Regions from separate parts of the Sus scrofa genome. Here regions 2 and 3 are each linked to region 1. A link is a contact called in public Hi-C and promoter capture Hi-C data. All regions are on one chromosome and are shown on one strand. The core of a region is the stretch at or near the end of the contact, and the rest is flanking DNA. Distances in the headings are between cores, read along the strand shown. Region 1 has its middle 120 kb from the start of SLC5A3. Region 2 has its middle 24 kb from the start of ATP5O. Region 3 holds the start of ATP5O (ATP synthase, H+ transporting, mitochondrial F1 complex, O subunit).

Region 1 (4,515 bases), core at 1,116-3,615:
CCCAGCACAATCCCAGGTTGCTCCTAGGATTCTCAGAGCTCCCCAGTTTCCTCCTGTTTTCAGAGCCCCCTCCTTGCAATTTAGTGAGTATGAGCAACTGCGTTATAGCTAAACCACATTCCCAATAAGACTGTGGCCTCCTGGAACCCGGGATCTGCATTCTACTTCCTTCTATTCTCCAAAGCCCCCAGCACACGCTCGAACACAGCAAAGCTTTTGATAAAGGCTTGCCGGCGGCTTCTCGGAGTCCAAAGTTGCATTGCAGTCATAAGACCCAAGGGGGAGCCTCAGCAGTGCTGTCCAGTGACCATCCAGAACCCTCACCGCAGAAGCCAGGGCCCTTCAAAGCCCATCAAGCTTTTCCTAACCCCTGCTCCCCATCTCACTTCGCCAGCCCCTAATCCCACCCTCATCACCCACTCCCCTCCAGCAATAGTGCCTGCTCCTCCAACAGGGAGAACCACAGTCCCACCTCAGGGCCTTTGCACTCTCTGCCCTCGCCCCCCACACACATCTGGAATGTTCTTTCCCCAGAAATCCACAGGGCTCACCCCCTCACCTCCTTGTCATCTGCTCCAAGACCACCTTCTCAATGAGGCTCTTTCTCCTGGCCCTATTCAAAATCACCCCCCATCCTTCTCTCCTGCTGTTTTTTCATCACTTATCACCACTTGAAATACTCTTGCTTTCTTATTTATCATCTGTCTCCCCTAAGACAGTAGGATCTTCCCAAAGGCAGGGATTGTTGTGTTGTCTTCAGTGCTGTATCCCTGGGCCCATAAGAGCTGTTCAATAAATATTTATCGACTACCTTAATACATGTAGCCATATATTAATGTAGCAGTGACTCTTGGTCTAAGTTAATTCAACTTAACCATGTCTATTGTTTATGCATGCGGATAAAAAAACACTTCCATAGATTCCTTAACAAACAGTCTTAGAGACATAATTCCATTGTCTTTTGTCTCATTTCGTTGTCTCAGGAATTGTTATTATATGGATTTTTACAGAGGTTAAAAACTAAGACTCAGGGAACTGTGGGAGCTTTTCCAGAATCTTCAGCAGGTCGCTAGCAGAACTAGGGCAGCCAGGGTTTCCTGTCTTCTTAACCTCAGCTCAGCTCACCTATTTCAGGCCCAGGACGGCCCTTTCTTAGCCTTCTGTCCTACGGGGTCCTCCCGAAGCCTCATACTTGTCTTTATTTTCTCCTTTCCCCTCCCACAGGGCTGAGGCCCACGATCCCGCTCCCCGTTCCAATCTCAGGAGAAGCTTTTGTGATGTCTTCTGGCAGAGGCGCTCAGAGGCAAGGTTGCATTCTGATTTTTGGACTGTGTTCACTAGGCTCTTTTACACTGCGAGGAGCAGAAACAGGCCTGGAATCCTTGAAATCATGAGGATTTATTGCAGGGCTTCACGTGGAGTTAAGATAGCGATCTCTTAACACAGCCCAGCTTAGTAGAAACGCTAGAAACGCTATGGCCTGCGCAGCAGCCTCACTCCGGGGACTGGAACTCAGGCTCCCCGCTCCTCCCCCTTCTTTGCCTGGCTAGCTCCTATCCTTCCATCTCGGATCAGGATCCCCTCCTCCGCGCAATGGCAGACGGAGCAAGATGTGCCTCCCTGGAATTTTCTGTGCGTCTCTGGATCAGGGCACGGATCCTATTACCTTAGGTTCCTCTGCAGCTCTGGGTCTCCAGGCTCCCTTATTATATATACACACACCTTTGCCGATTCCTAAACCCTTCGCTCTCTAGGACCCACCAGCCACTTCCAAAGGGGTGCCAGTAGTTCCTGGTGGATGGATCTAGAAAGGTGGTCGATTCATTCATTCTCCGCATACTTATTGGGTTGTAAAGCCCTGACGAGGAACCCGAGGGGCGATTGCAGGCAGGACTTAATGGCTTCGGTGGGCAAGGCGGGGGCTGGGGACGGTGGCTGATATCACACACACCCCCAGCACACTCTTCACCAGAGGGGGAAATGCCACCACAGGGCTCCCCCCAATACACACACACCCTCGCCAGCCTCTCTTTGATTTGCTGACAGCTCCTCTCGCAGAGAGGTGGGGGTAACTTGAGAGAAAACAAAAACAAAAACAAAAACAGCTCCTGCACGGTGACTGGCCTGAAAGTGCCCCGAAACTGGGCGGCTTTGGAGGGGCTCCCGAAGCAGCGGGCCCGGCCCAAGACCCAGGGACGTGGGGACCCAGAGACCCGGGGATGCAGGATGCTGAGCGCGCGCCGCCGCCAGGGGCCGCGGCAGCCGCCCGCCCGGCGCATGGAATTTTCCACCGCCCGGCCGAGCTTGCACAATTGCGTCTCATTGGCCGAGCGGGGGTGTCTGTCCCCGCTTGGGGACGGAGATTAGATTAGCCTGGGAGCCCTCCTCAGTGGGCTTGGCAGGGTTCTGATTAATCAGGTCAGCGGGGCCAGGGAGGGGAGTCGAGGGAGGGTGGGAGGGGGGAGCCGGCGTCTGTTTTCAAACCCAGCTAAGCTCCAGCCTTTGGATGTCACCTTTCTACACAGAAAATGCTCCAGTGAGCCGGGAAAGGGCGAGGGAGATTAGAATTTGCCTCTTCATAGTAAAATTCCCTTAGAAACCACTGGAAAATAAGATTCCCAATGCCCAAGTCCTGCTGCCTCCGCATCCCGAATTCGCCCGCCAACACCCACTCCCCCTTTAGTCTCCGTCTGGCCCTGGCATTTAACCCTTTGAGCAGCCATGCCGCCAAGAGTTTCTCTTTGGACAGTGATTGGCACAGGCTTCTCCATCGAATCGGAACTTCAGAACCGAATCCGTTTCCACGCACTCCCCTCCCCCCCAGGGTCAATCCAAAAATGCAGACAGTTAAAACCAGAAATAGGGAAAAGTGGCTCTTTTCTGACGGTTGGAGAATCAGCACGAACTTCATACCCTGACGTTAAATGTGCAGCGAGCCTTGAGAGACCGTCGCTGTGCTCAGATAGATTGTCTGCATAATGGGATTTATGTGTGAGCAACTCCTGTTGATTTATGATTAAAATACTCCCCTTGTTTTGTTCTCTGCTGAAGTTTCTGGCGTTAGGAAGTTCCTTTCTGAGAGTTACTGTTGAAGCTGCCACAAAGGCCAGCTCGCTCCCTTGGGGGATGTTTGGCGAGTGAATGAATGATGTTCCCCTCAGGTCAGGGTCCTTAGAATGACAGCAGTATTAGCTTCTGGGTCCTAGTGCCGGCTGTGTCACTTACTAGTCATGTGACCTTAGACAACTCAATTTCCTTGAGCCTCAGATTCCTTACTTTTAAAAATGGGGTTATGGGGTTCCCTGGTGGCTCAGCAGGTTGAGGATCTGGCGTCTCGCAGGAGTTCCGTCCCTGGCCCTGGGATCTTCTGCATGGGTATGGCTGAGAAAAAAAAAATGGTGTTAATACGTTTCTCAAAAGTTAGGTGGAGAATTACCTTGTGACCCAGCTACTCCACTCCCAGGTGTACATTGAAAAGAATTGAAAATGGGTACTCCAAACAGATGCTTGTACGGGAATGTTTATTACAGCATTAGTCACAGTAGCCAAAATGTGGAAATAACCCGTGTCCATCAACAGATGATCAGATAAATAAAATATGGGAGCATATCCATACAATGAAATATTACTCTGGCATAAAAAGCAATGATGTTCAGATGCAAACTATTACATTTAGAATGGAGAACAATGAGGTCTTATTGTATAGCACAGGGAACTATATCCAGGCTTTTGGGGTAGTTCATGATAGAAGATAACAGAAAATAAAGGAATGTGTGTGTATACACACACATATTATACACACACACATATATATGTATAACTGGGTTACTTTGCTGTACAGCAGAAAGTGGCACAACATTGTAAATCAACTATAACAAGAAAATAACTTTTTTTAAAAAAGGGATTATGTACACTCAATAACATGGATAAACCTTGAAAACATTTCGCCAAGTGAAAGAAGACAGACACAAAAGGACATGCACTGTATGATTCCACTTCTATGACACATCCAGAAGTGGTCAGACAGGAAGCAGTTGGGGGTGGCCAGGGGCTGGGAGAATGAGTTAGGGACTAACAGCTTAATGAGCATGGGATATTTTGGGGGGAGGGGGTGGGGAGGGGGGGCATGCGCAGAGTGATGAAAATGTTTTGGAACTAAAAAAAGGTGGTGGTTGTGTGGACCAAAAAAAAAAAAAGGTTGCCTGCCATTTCAGTAAACAAAGAATATTCCATGCTATTCTGGTAAACTATTCTTGATGCCAGGCACCAAACCATCAGCCACTGCAGTCACCCCAGGGCATTCAGTTTGAAGAAAAACAGGATACTGGCCCTAGATTGTTAAGATGCATATCAAAGGATTAATTCTGATGAGCCCAGACTGTTGCATCTTCCCATATATAGGAAAGCACTAAAATCATTAACTTGCGATGTCTGGTTTTGGTGATTAGCAGTCATCTTTTGATGCCCCACTACATATGTTTTTTCTTTTTTTTTTTTCCAGTAACAACTGCTAAA
Region 2 (4,215 bases), core at 1,643-4,142, 270 kb after region 1:
GAGTTTTCTGGACCACTTCTCTGTGGTTGAGTGAAAGGCTTTCACATTTTGAGGTAGAACTGGGGCTTCTACCAATTGGATTAGAGGTGACAACCCACTGTACGGGTAAACAGCTTCTTTTCCAGAGAGATGCTTAGACCATAACAACAACAGCAAAGCATTAACAGTTCTAGGAGTTCCCATTGTGACTCATTGGTAATGAACCCAACTAGTATCCATGAGGATTCGGGTTCAATCCCTGGCCCAGCTCAGTGGGCTAAAGATCCGGCATTGCCATGAATTATGGTGTAGGTCACAGACGGGGCTCAGACCTGGCGTTGCTGTGGCTGTGGCATAGGCCAGCAGCTGAAGCTCCAGTTCAACCCCTAGCCTGGGAACTGCCATATGCTGCAGGTGCGGTCCTAAAAAGACAACAACAACAAAAAAAGAGTTAACAGTTCTAGAGTATTCTGTGTGCCAGGTACTGTGCAAAGTGCTTTAAGTGGAGTATCCCATTTGTCTCAAAATAACCCCAAAGGTATATAGTAGTATCCCCATTTTCCCTGATGAGGAAACTGAGGCTCCAAGAGGTTATAGGATTTGCTGGAAGTGACACAGCCCAGTGATAAAGCCAGGACTGGAAAGCTAGTAAGTCTGGCTCATGTCATCAACCAGCATTCTGGATGTGACTATTTTGTCACTGATCCTGGGCTCTTAAGACCTATAGTGCAGATTGGGTCTGGCCTTGGGAGGAATCCTCTCCACCTCCTCGTGGTCCAGTGTTCCCATCTCCTTGGTGGGGACAGGAGGAAGAGAGAGCGTCCCTGGTAGGACTCCGGAGAGACCGCCTCATTGCTGCCACCAATGCAGCCCTCCCCATCCCCCTGGCCCTCCCAGATGCACTGGTGTGCCTACCTCCTAATTTCCTTGGCCCATCAGTCTTCTCCCTCAACTCTGAGCTGGAGTAAACCCAGACCCATCCCTTGCTCCTCTTCCCAAGGTCCTAAAGAGGAGTGGCAAGCCCAACTGACAGCAGGACTTGGCTGGCCCAGGCTAGAGCTGAAGGCTGTTCGCTTGCCTCTTCCTTGGCTGGGAACGTCCCTTCAAGGGGCATGGTTTCTCTAAGGGCACAGATTCTAGAGAGTGGAGAAGAGGGTCTTTAAATGTGGGAAATAGCACTTCTGGTGATACCTGAGGAAGGTTTGCTGGCACCCACCATCTTTGGTGGTTGTGGTTTAAAACCTAGAATTACTGTGACTCTGGTGTAGGCTGGTGGCTACAGCTCCGATTAGACCCCTAGCCCGGGAACCTCCATATGCCACGGGAGCGGCCCTAGAAAAGGCAAAAAGACAAAAAATAAATTAATTAATTAATTAATTAATTTAATTAAGTTAAATAAAACCTAGAATTAGAAAGTCACCATCAGATAAGGCATCTCATCTATTTCCTGTTTAGGAGCCCAGCCTTGAGTGGGCATTAGATGTAGTTCTTGCTTGAAGGCTTCAGAGCAGAGCGAGCGTAAAGCAGGCTAGCACTATCAGAGGAAAACCCCACAGTGTCATCCTCCCAGGCTCCTGGGGGCACATCCTTCAGCTTCATCAGGCCTCCAGTCAAATTCCAGGTCTTGGCATTCCCATTGTGACTCAGCAGGTTAAGAACCCAACATGGTACCCATGAGGATGCAGGTTCGATCCCTAGCCTTGCTCAGTGCGTTGAGGATCCTGTATTGCTGTGAGCCGTGGGGTCACCGATGCAGCTCAGATCCGCATTGCTGTGGCTTGTGGTGTAGGCCAGCAGCTGCAGCTCTGATTTGACCCCAGCCCAGGAACATCTACATGTCACAGGTGCAGCCCTAAAAAGAAAAGAAAAAAAAAAAAATTCCAGGCCTTGATCACATCAAAGTCTCGCAATCAACCAAATCTTCCTGCCAGGTAACCTTGTTCAGTTATAGAAGGAGGAACATCAGTCCCCCATAAGACCCCCCAAAGCCAAGATAACTTTAAGGAAGGGAATAGAGATCATAATGGGCCCAGAAAAAAAAAGATCACTGGGCCAGTAGCCTGAAAACTTAGAGCCCAACCCTATCAAGAAGCGTCGCTTTGGCAGTCTAACTGGATCCTGCCCTGATTCCGCTGGGAGAAGCAGGAGGATTAGAATCCCTTGTTGGGCTGCACCAGATTTTAAACCTCCTTTCAACTGGGAATCATCTGCAATTCTCTCAATCCTTATAATATCTGCCACCTAATAAATACTGGGAGCCAGGCATATGGAAGCGTTAACGCACTCAGCCCTCCCCATAGTGCAGGGAGGTGGTTTTTATTAACGTCTTTTTCAGAAGTGGGGAAAGAAGCTTGCCAAAGACACCAGAGCTGATAGGAGAAAGGAAAGGATTTGAATGTGGGTCTAACTCCAGTGCTGATCCTCTCCTGTCCACACTCTGCCTCTGGAACTCTATCCACTTACACAGCCTGCTGCCCCTTGAAAGGAAGTAAAAGGCACAGACAGATGGGACCCAGGTGGAGACTCTACCCAGAAAATGGGCACTTCCTGAGCAAAGGTGCCACAGTGACAGCCCTTGTGAACGGCAGCCTGCAAAGATTAACCACAGGGCTGTCTCCCATGTAGAAATAGGCTCCCTTTTGTCCACATAGCCCTACAGGCAAACAATAGCTCCATCACCCAGGAGACCACAGAAAAAAGGGAGGGAGAGAGATATGGACAGGACAGGGTGTAAACAAGATGCTGTATATGGGCAGAGAGAGAGAGAGAAAAAAAATGATGTAAAGGCAGAACACACCAGGATATTTGACGTGCAGGCTTTCAAAATTATGCCTCCATGCTTTATGTGAGGAGTGTACACAAATGAGGCTGTATTTTCAACTACGTCACATGCACTGCTTTGCAACCAAAAACAATATTTGTGCTTCATGTGCTGCCCCGTGGTGTTTTATACACAGAATCACCTGGCACAGGTCCTGTCCCCAAGATTCAAATTAACGTTTGCATGGGGGAGGGGTGCGAGGGGAGGTGGGGGAGGGAAGCAGGCGTGTTCTGCCGGCCACACTCGGGGCCACTGACATTGCCGGGCATGATGGATGCTGCCAGCGCTGTTGCCTAGCAACCCAATACCCTTCAAGAAAATTCAGCAGTCTCGCTGGCTCGATGAAGCAAACAGGGCTGGTTCGGCATGGCACTGGGCATGGAAAGACAATAGTGGTTTTGTTCCAGTTATGCATAATCCTTCTTTCTGATTTCCTGTATAGATCAACATACCTGAGGGGACGTGGAGCCCGGCGCGGGACTGGGGCTGGAAAAAGCCCAGGGTTTTTTAAATTACCTCCAAATCGGCTTCAGACACTAGTGGAATTTTACTGGCTGGTCCCATGATGCTCCTTCAATCCCCGGTCCTTTTCACAACATAAAGGCTGATCTCCACTACGTGACTCACCAGCATACCTCCAGATAGTTGTTTGTCAGCCCTGTCATGAGTCATGCTTTCTTCAGCTTTCTTTTCTCCTCCAAACTGAACCACTTGACATTTTAGAATGGGGTTGGGGGAAGGGGTTTGATTTTTTTTTTTTCTTGATGTCACTCCACGGCTTTGTGTGCGAGTGTGGGGGTGTGTGGGACGAGGTGAGTAATGGCTGGGAGAACAGGTAAACAGGACTGAGGTTCTCCACGCCATCAGCTGCCTGGAAAGTCACCAAGTGCGAGGATGCTGAAACGGAACGTCTCTGGGCTAGAAGGGACGGTACCCTGGTCAGCATTCTGCCTTCCACCCATTCCTTTCCAGCAGCCTGCTGCTCCCTTTCTCCCCAACAAAGAGCTCTGCTTCACTTTGTGCAGTGCAGATGACAGCATCATTATAAGGCTTTCAGAAAAATCCAGCAGGAGTTATAAGACACAAAGAAAACCGGGATTTTCAGATGAAAAAAAGAGAAGCGCATTTGCCACACAAATTGTGCTGGACCAAGAGTTTCCTGGTGGCTCAGTGGGTTAGGGAGCCAGCGTTATTGCTGCTGCAGCTCCAGTCACTGCTGTGGCTCAGGTTCAATCCCTGGCCCTGGACCTTCCACCTGCCATGGGTACATCCTCCAAAAAAAAAAAAAAAAAAAACTGTGCTCGGAGTTCCCATAATGGCACAGTGGAAATGAATCCATGAGGATTGCGGGTTCAATCCCTGGCCTCGCTCTGTGTTTTGGGATCCAGTGTTGCCATGAGCTATGGTGTAATTTG
Region 3 (4,515 bases), core at 816-3,315, 290 kb after region 1:
AGATGCTCTGGAAATGCAGCATTGTTTTAAACGGGGAAAAAAGCAACCGTTTATTGTTCAAAAATCATTGAATGATCAAGTTATAGAATATCTACTTGATGGGTTATTCTGCAACATTAAAATTATGTTTATGATCATTTTCTCACTTGGAAACATGCTTATATTATATTGTAAGCATATATTTACAATCCACATATAATTTAGTATCTTTTTTCTTGTATTAAGGAAAAAGGCAAGACACTAAATTATGTAGATTGCGAATCTGTCTATGTAATAAAAACAAACACAAAATAAAGAATATTAGTGACTACCAGTCTGTCAGACAATTGCTCTGAATGCTAAATACATATGTGTGTATGTACATTCGTATGTATAGTTTATTTTTCCTAACACCCTGTAAGGTAGGTGCTATTATAATAACCACTTTACAGATAAGAAAACTGAAGCGCAGAGAAGTTATATAGTTGTGTCAAGGTCAATGAAAGGACTGGGATTCAAGACTGGGTAGACCAGGCCACTATCTGAAAAAGTAATGGGAGATAACGTACCAAATATTGACAACAGCTGCTTATGGGTGGTAGAAAAGAGGGCAATAACATTCCAGAAAAATAGATTCTGCCTTCTAACAAGTTTTTTGTAAGGATGAGAAAACTGCACTCAAATGTTCCCGTTGTGGCTCAGCGGTAACAAACCCCACTAGTATCCATGAGGACTCAGTTGGATTCCTGGCCCTGCACAGTGCGTCAGGATCCACCACTACCGTGGGCTGTGCTGTAGGTCGCAGACTCGGCTTTGCTGTGGCTGCGGTGTAGGCCAGCAGCTACAGCTCCCATTCAACCCCTAGCCTGGGAACTTCTATATGCTGCAGGTGAGCATTAAAAAAAGGCAAGAAAAAAGAAAACTGCAGTCAAAAAGTAAATTAATGACTTCATCTGTTTTCCTGTAGAAAAGAATAGATCTGAGTAGAAAAACACTTTTTAATTGACTATAGAACTCCATTACTGCAACTAGGGAATTCCAACCCTATAGAAGAGAAAATTAGAGTAAGTTCTGTTTAGGGGGAAATGGGGTGTAAAGAGGTTGTTTTTATAAATGCAGAGAGGAGTCGCCCCCCCCCGCCCCCGCCCCCGCCCCCTGTGGCTCAGGGGAAACCAATCTGACTAATATTCATGAAGATGCAGGTTTGATGCCTGGCTTCGCTCAGTGAGTTAAGAATCCAGCGTTGCCCTAAACTGTGGCGTAGATTGTGGACGCTGCTGAGATCTGACAGATATGGCGTGGCTGTGGCTAGACCAGCGGCTACAGCTCCCATCAGACCCCTAGCCTGGGAACCTCCATAACCTCCAATATGCAGGGGGTGCGGCCCTAAAAATACCAAAAAGTAATAATAATAATATAAATGCAGAGAAACTAACCAGAGCTAGTTTGGGGTTCTCAGTTTCAATGTCACACTTGCTCAAACCCCAGTTCTATTTTTAGGTCTGATTCTCAGATAATCACTCTGCTCTACCAGAAGGAAGTATTTAAACAGCAGACCCTCACATGCCTGCACAAACCAAGAGGTCAATGCTGTACTCAAGTGAGATGGGGCGAAGGTGGGACAGAGGTACTGGTCACAAAATGTCCCCTGCTAGAGCTATAAGGCCCGGGTTTGCGGGGTGGGGGTGGGGGTATACACAGTGCGCGGATCTACGCTCGATATACCCTTTGGGTAAGAAAGGTAAACACGCTAATGATGCTAGCGACGAAGGTGACATGGAATAAATGTCACCGTACTTATCCCAATGGAAATTTAAAACTAGTGGCAATACATCCATCCTACAGTAAAGGCCAGTTAGTAACGTATACACTTCATTTCCAGGGGCTGACCCAAACCACTAGCCCACCCCCAGCCCTGTAGGTTCCGCCCTGACCACCCGCTCCTAAGGACTACAGCTCCCAGCCTGAGGAAGATTCCTGCGCATGAGATTTGACGACCTAGGCCTACATTTCCCAGCAGCCGAGCGACTACGCTGACGCACGCATGCGCTCTCGTTCTCTCTCGCCAAGTAGGGTTTGACCTACAGCCTCCCAGGAGAAGATGGCCTCCCAAGCAGTGTCCGGGCTTTCCCGGCAGGTGAGAGAGAATGGCGGTGTTGAAAGCCAGCGGAAGGAACCCTCCTGGGGTGACCCATACCAGGCCTCTAAGCGCTACGGTTTGAGGCCACAGTTGGGGGAGCGTGGCTGCCGTTCAAGGTCGTGGGGCCAGGAGAGCGGGGGCGAGAGCAGGCAGCCGGACGGCCCGGCTTCCCCCCGGGATGCGCGCAGGGCGGTGGGCGCGGGGCTGCGCATGTCTGCATTTGGTGTCCTCAGAGCACACCCCTAGAAAGTAGCTGCTTTGAGGGGCACAGGAGAAGGGGGCTCCATCTTTGTCGTAGAGGTCACCAGTAATGCTAAGGAATATTTGTGAAACACATTCCACCTTTTTATAAAGAAAATGAGACCGAAAGGTTTAAATGACTCGTCCTTGGCTGCTGAGCGAATAAGGGGTAGAGCTGAGATTCGAACCCACAGAAGATAGAGTTTGAAAGAAAATTCGTGCTCTTCATACTGCATGATTCCTTACGTATAGCTTCCGTAAGGTTTCCTAAGTGTTACGGTCTGTTAATCCTCACAACCTTTCGAGTACATTCCAGAGCCGGGATTACTTGAAGGTGACCTGTGCCCTTGCAGGTGCTTTTTAAATTACGAATTCCAACTCTTGATAGACAAGGTGATACTGTCTCAACAATCTCAAGGTAGTATCTGCAAGATACTGGGATCTGTTCTCACAACAGACTGCTGGGTAACCCAAAGAATTCATCTTTATTTTCAGATAGCAGTTCGAGTCTAAGAAGGTACATCTCTTGCAAATCATTCCTGGAATCCTCCCACTTTTTATTAAAACCACGCCCAAGGGTAGTAATATAAATGCCAAAAGTCGCATTAAATTTTTTGGAACAGCGTGTTTCATTAAATTTGGTTTCTTCTCTCTGATACTGGTGTGCTAGCCTCAGCCTGTTTTAGTAAACTAGGAAGTGAGTGGGCCTGCAGTTTCCCAAGCTGCTGGGATGATTCTCAGTGGGGAAATTTACTCCTAGGCAAAAAAGAACAGCCCACCCTCGTGTAATCTGTGATGATACAAAGAAACACAAGAAACGAATCATTTAGGAGTTGCCGTTGTGGTGCAGCAGAAGCGAATCTGGCTAGTATCCATGAGGATGCAGGCTGCATCCCTGGCCTCACTCAGTGGGTCGGGGATCTGACGTTGCCGTGAGCTGTGGTGTAGATGGCAGACCCAGCTCAGATCTGGTGTTGCTGTGGCTGTGGTGTAGGCCAGCAGCTATAGCTCCAGTTTGACCCCTAGCCTGGGAACTTCCATATGCTGCAGGTGCAGCCCTAAAAAGAAAGAAACGAATCATTTAAATGTCATACTTACTGTTTTTTACTTTGGTTTAAGTGCAAAAATCCTTGAAGTAATCTCATTTGATCTCCTTTCTCTTTTCGTTGCTAAGGTGCGATGCTTCAGTACATCTGTGGTCAGGCCATTTGCCAAGCTTGTGAGGGTATGTCACCTTATTTTGTGATTATAAAGCAGATGAATGTGTGTGAGTCAGACACCAATACACGTAGGGCATGGATTCTGTATCATTCCGACTTGAACCTTTCTGCATGATTTGCGGTTCCCAAAACATGATGTGTTAGGGAACAAAACACATGTGTTGTGGTTCCCAAAACATGAGGGGCTAGGGAACAATGTAATGTTGAAGGCCTACTGTGCGACAGGCCCACACATAACTTTTAATTATGGGAATTTCTTAAAACCCCATAACAGTGGTGGGAAGTAGCTAGTTTTCCCATCTTTGCCAAAGAAGAAACAGCGTTTGGGAAGACTTTCCCAAAGTTATTCAGCTTAGTCTTAGAGCTGGACCGAAACGAAATCTCTCTCAGAGCCTAAGCTTTTCCACTATAATCGTACTACAGTACCACTCAGCATATGTAGTCATACTTGATGGTAGTGTGGTTTTAAATTCAGGAGTTTCCTGTTGGGGCGCAGCAGAAACGAATTTGACTAGTATCCATGAGGATGCGGGTGTGATCCCTGGCCTCACTCAGTGGGTCGGGGATCCAGTGTTGCTGTGAGCGATGGTGTAGGTCACAGATGTGACTTGGATCCCACGTTGCTTGACTGTGGCATAGGCCAGCAGCTATAGCTCCAATTTGACCCCTAGCGTGGAACCACTATATGCTGTGAGTGCAGCCTAAAAAACCAAAAATACAAAAAATAAAAAGCCTACAATTCACTGTAAAAATTAATTTTAGCATTAGGCACAGAGTAAATTGCTCTTGGGCTCCATTAAACTGAACCTGGATGGGGAAGCTCAGTGAGGGAATTGATAGTCTTGCTAGGAAATGTATAAAGGTGTGCTTGCATGTTTCATAAACACCGTTTTCCTAGTTCTCACGTATTCAGAACTGCCTTTTATCAGTGTTTAA

The links. Promoter capture Hi-C pulls out the DNA fragments that hold promoters and counts their contacts. A called contact is a pair of places that touch in the nucleus more often than the background predicts.
Region 2: a contact with region 1 is called in a Hi-C map of brain, with 5 times the contacts expected there. The contact joins two enhancer-like sites. A contact is called at or near these places in 2 of 47 Hi-C or Micro-C datasets (brain and omental adipose tissue) and 1 of 2 datasets of contacts at active chromatin or transcription factors (alveolar macrophages).
Region 3: a promoter capture Hi-C map of liver shows a contact between it and region 1, with 17 times the contacts expected there. The contact joins the promoter of ATP5O here to the enhancer-like site in region 1. A contact is called at or near these places in 3 of 5 promoter capture datasets (fetal liver, liver and skeletal muscle), 15 of 47 Hi-C or Micro-C datasets (alveolar macrophages, embryonic fibroblasts, fetal heart ventricle and 10 more) and 2 of 2 datasets of contacts at active chromatin or transcription factors (alveolar macrophages and skeletal muscle).

The regions. Positions count from the first base shown.
Region 1 is chr13:197,810,526-197,815,040 of Sscrofa11.1, reverse strand. No RefSeq gene overlaps it. Among named protein-coding and RNA genes, the nearest start is that of SLC5A3, 120 kb to the right of the region's middle. Within about 2 kb of position 2,365, at least 52 of the 83 cell types and tissues checked have an H3K27ac peak or open chromatin away from gene starts, as enhancers often do. A contact at or near this core is called in brain, fetal liver, fetal skeletal muscle and 6 more, where this site is marked.
Region 2 is chr13:197,541,673-197,545,887 of Sscrofa11.1, reverse strand. No RefSeq gene overlaps it. Among named protein-coding and RNA genes, the nearest start is that of ATP5O, 24 kb to the right of the region's middle. Within about 2 kb of position 2,892, at least 35 of the 83 cell types and tissues checked have an H3K27ac peak or open chromatin away from gene starts, as enhancers often do. A contact at or near this core is called in brain, where this site is marked.
Region 3 is chr13:197,517,080-197,521,594 of Sscrofa11.1, reverse strand. ATP5O (ATP synthase, H+ transporting, mitochondrial F1 complex, O subunit) reads left to right here and starts at 2,065. Exons shown (of 7, transcript NM_001044606.2): 1 at 2,065-2,116; 2 at 3,534-3,584. The coding sequence starts at 2,081.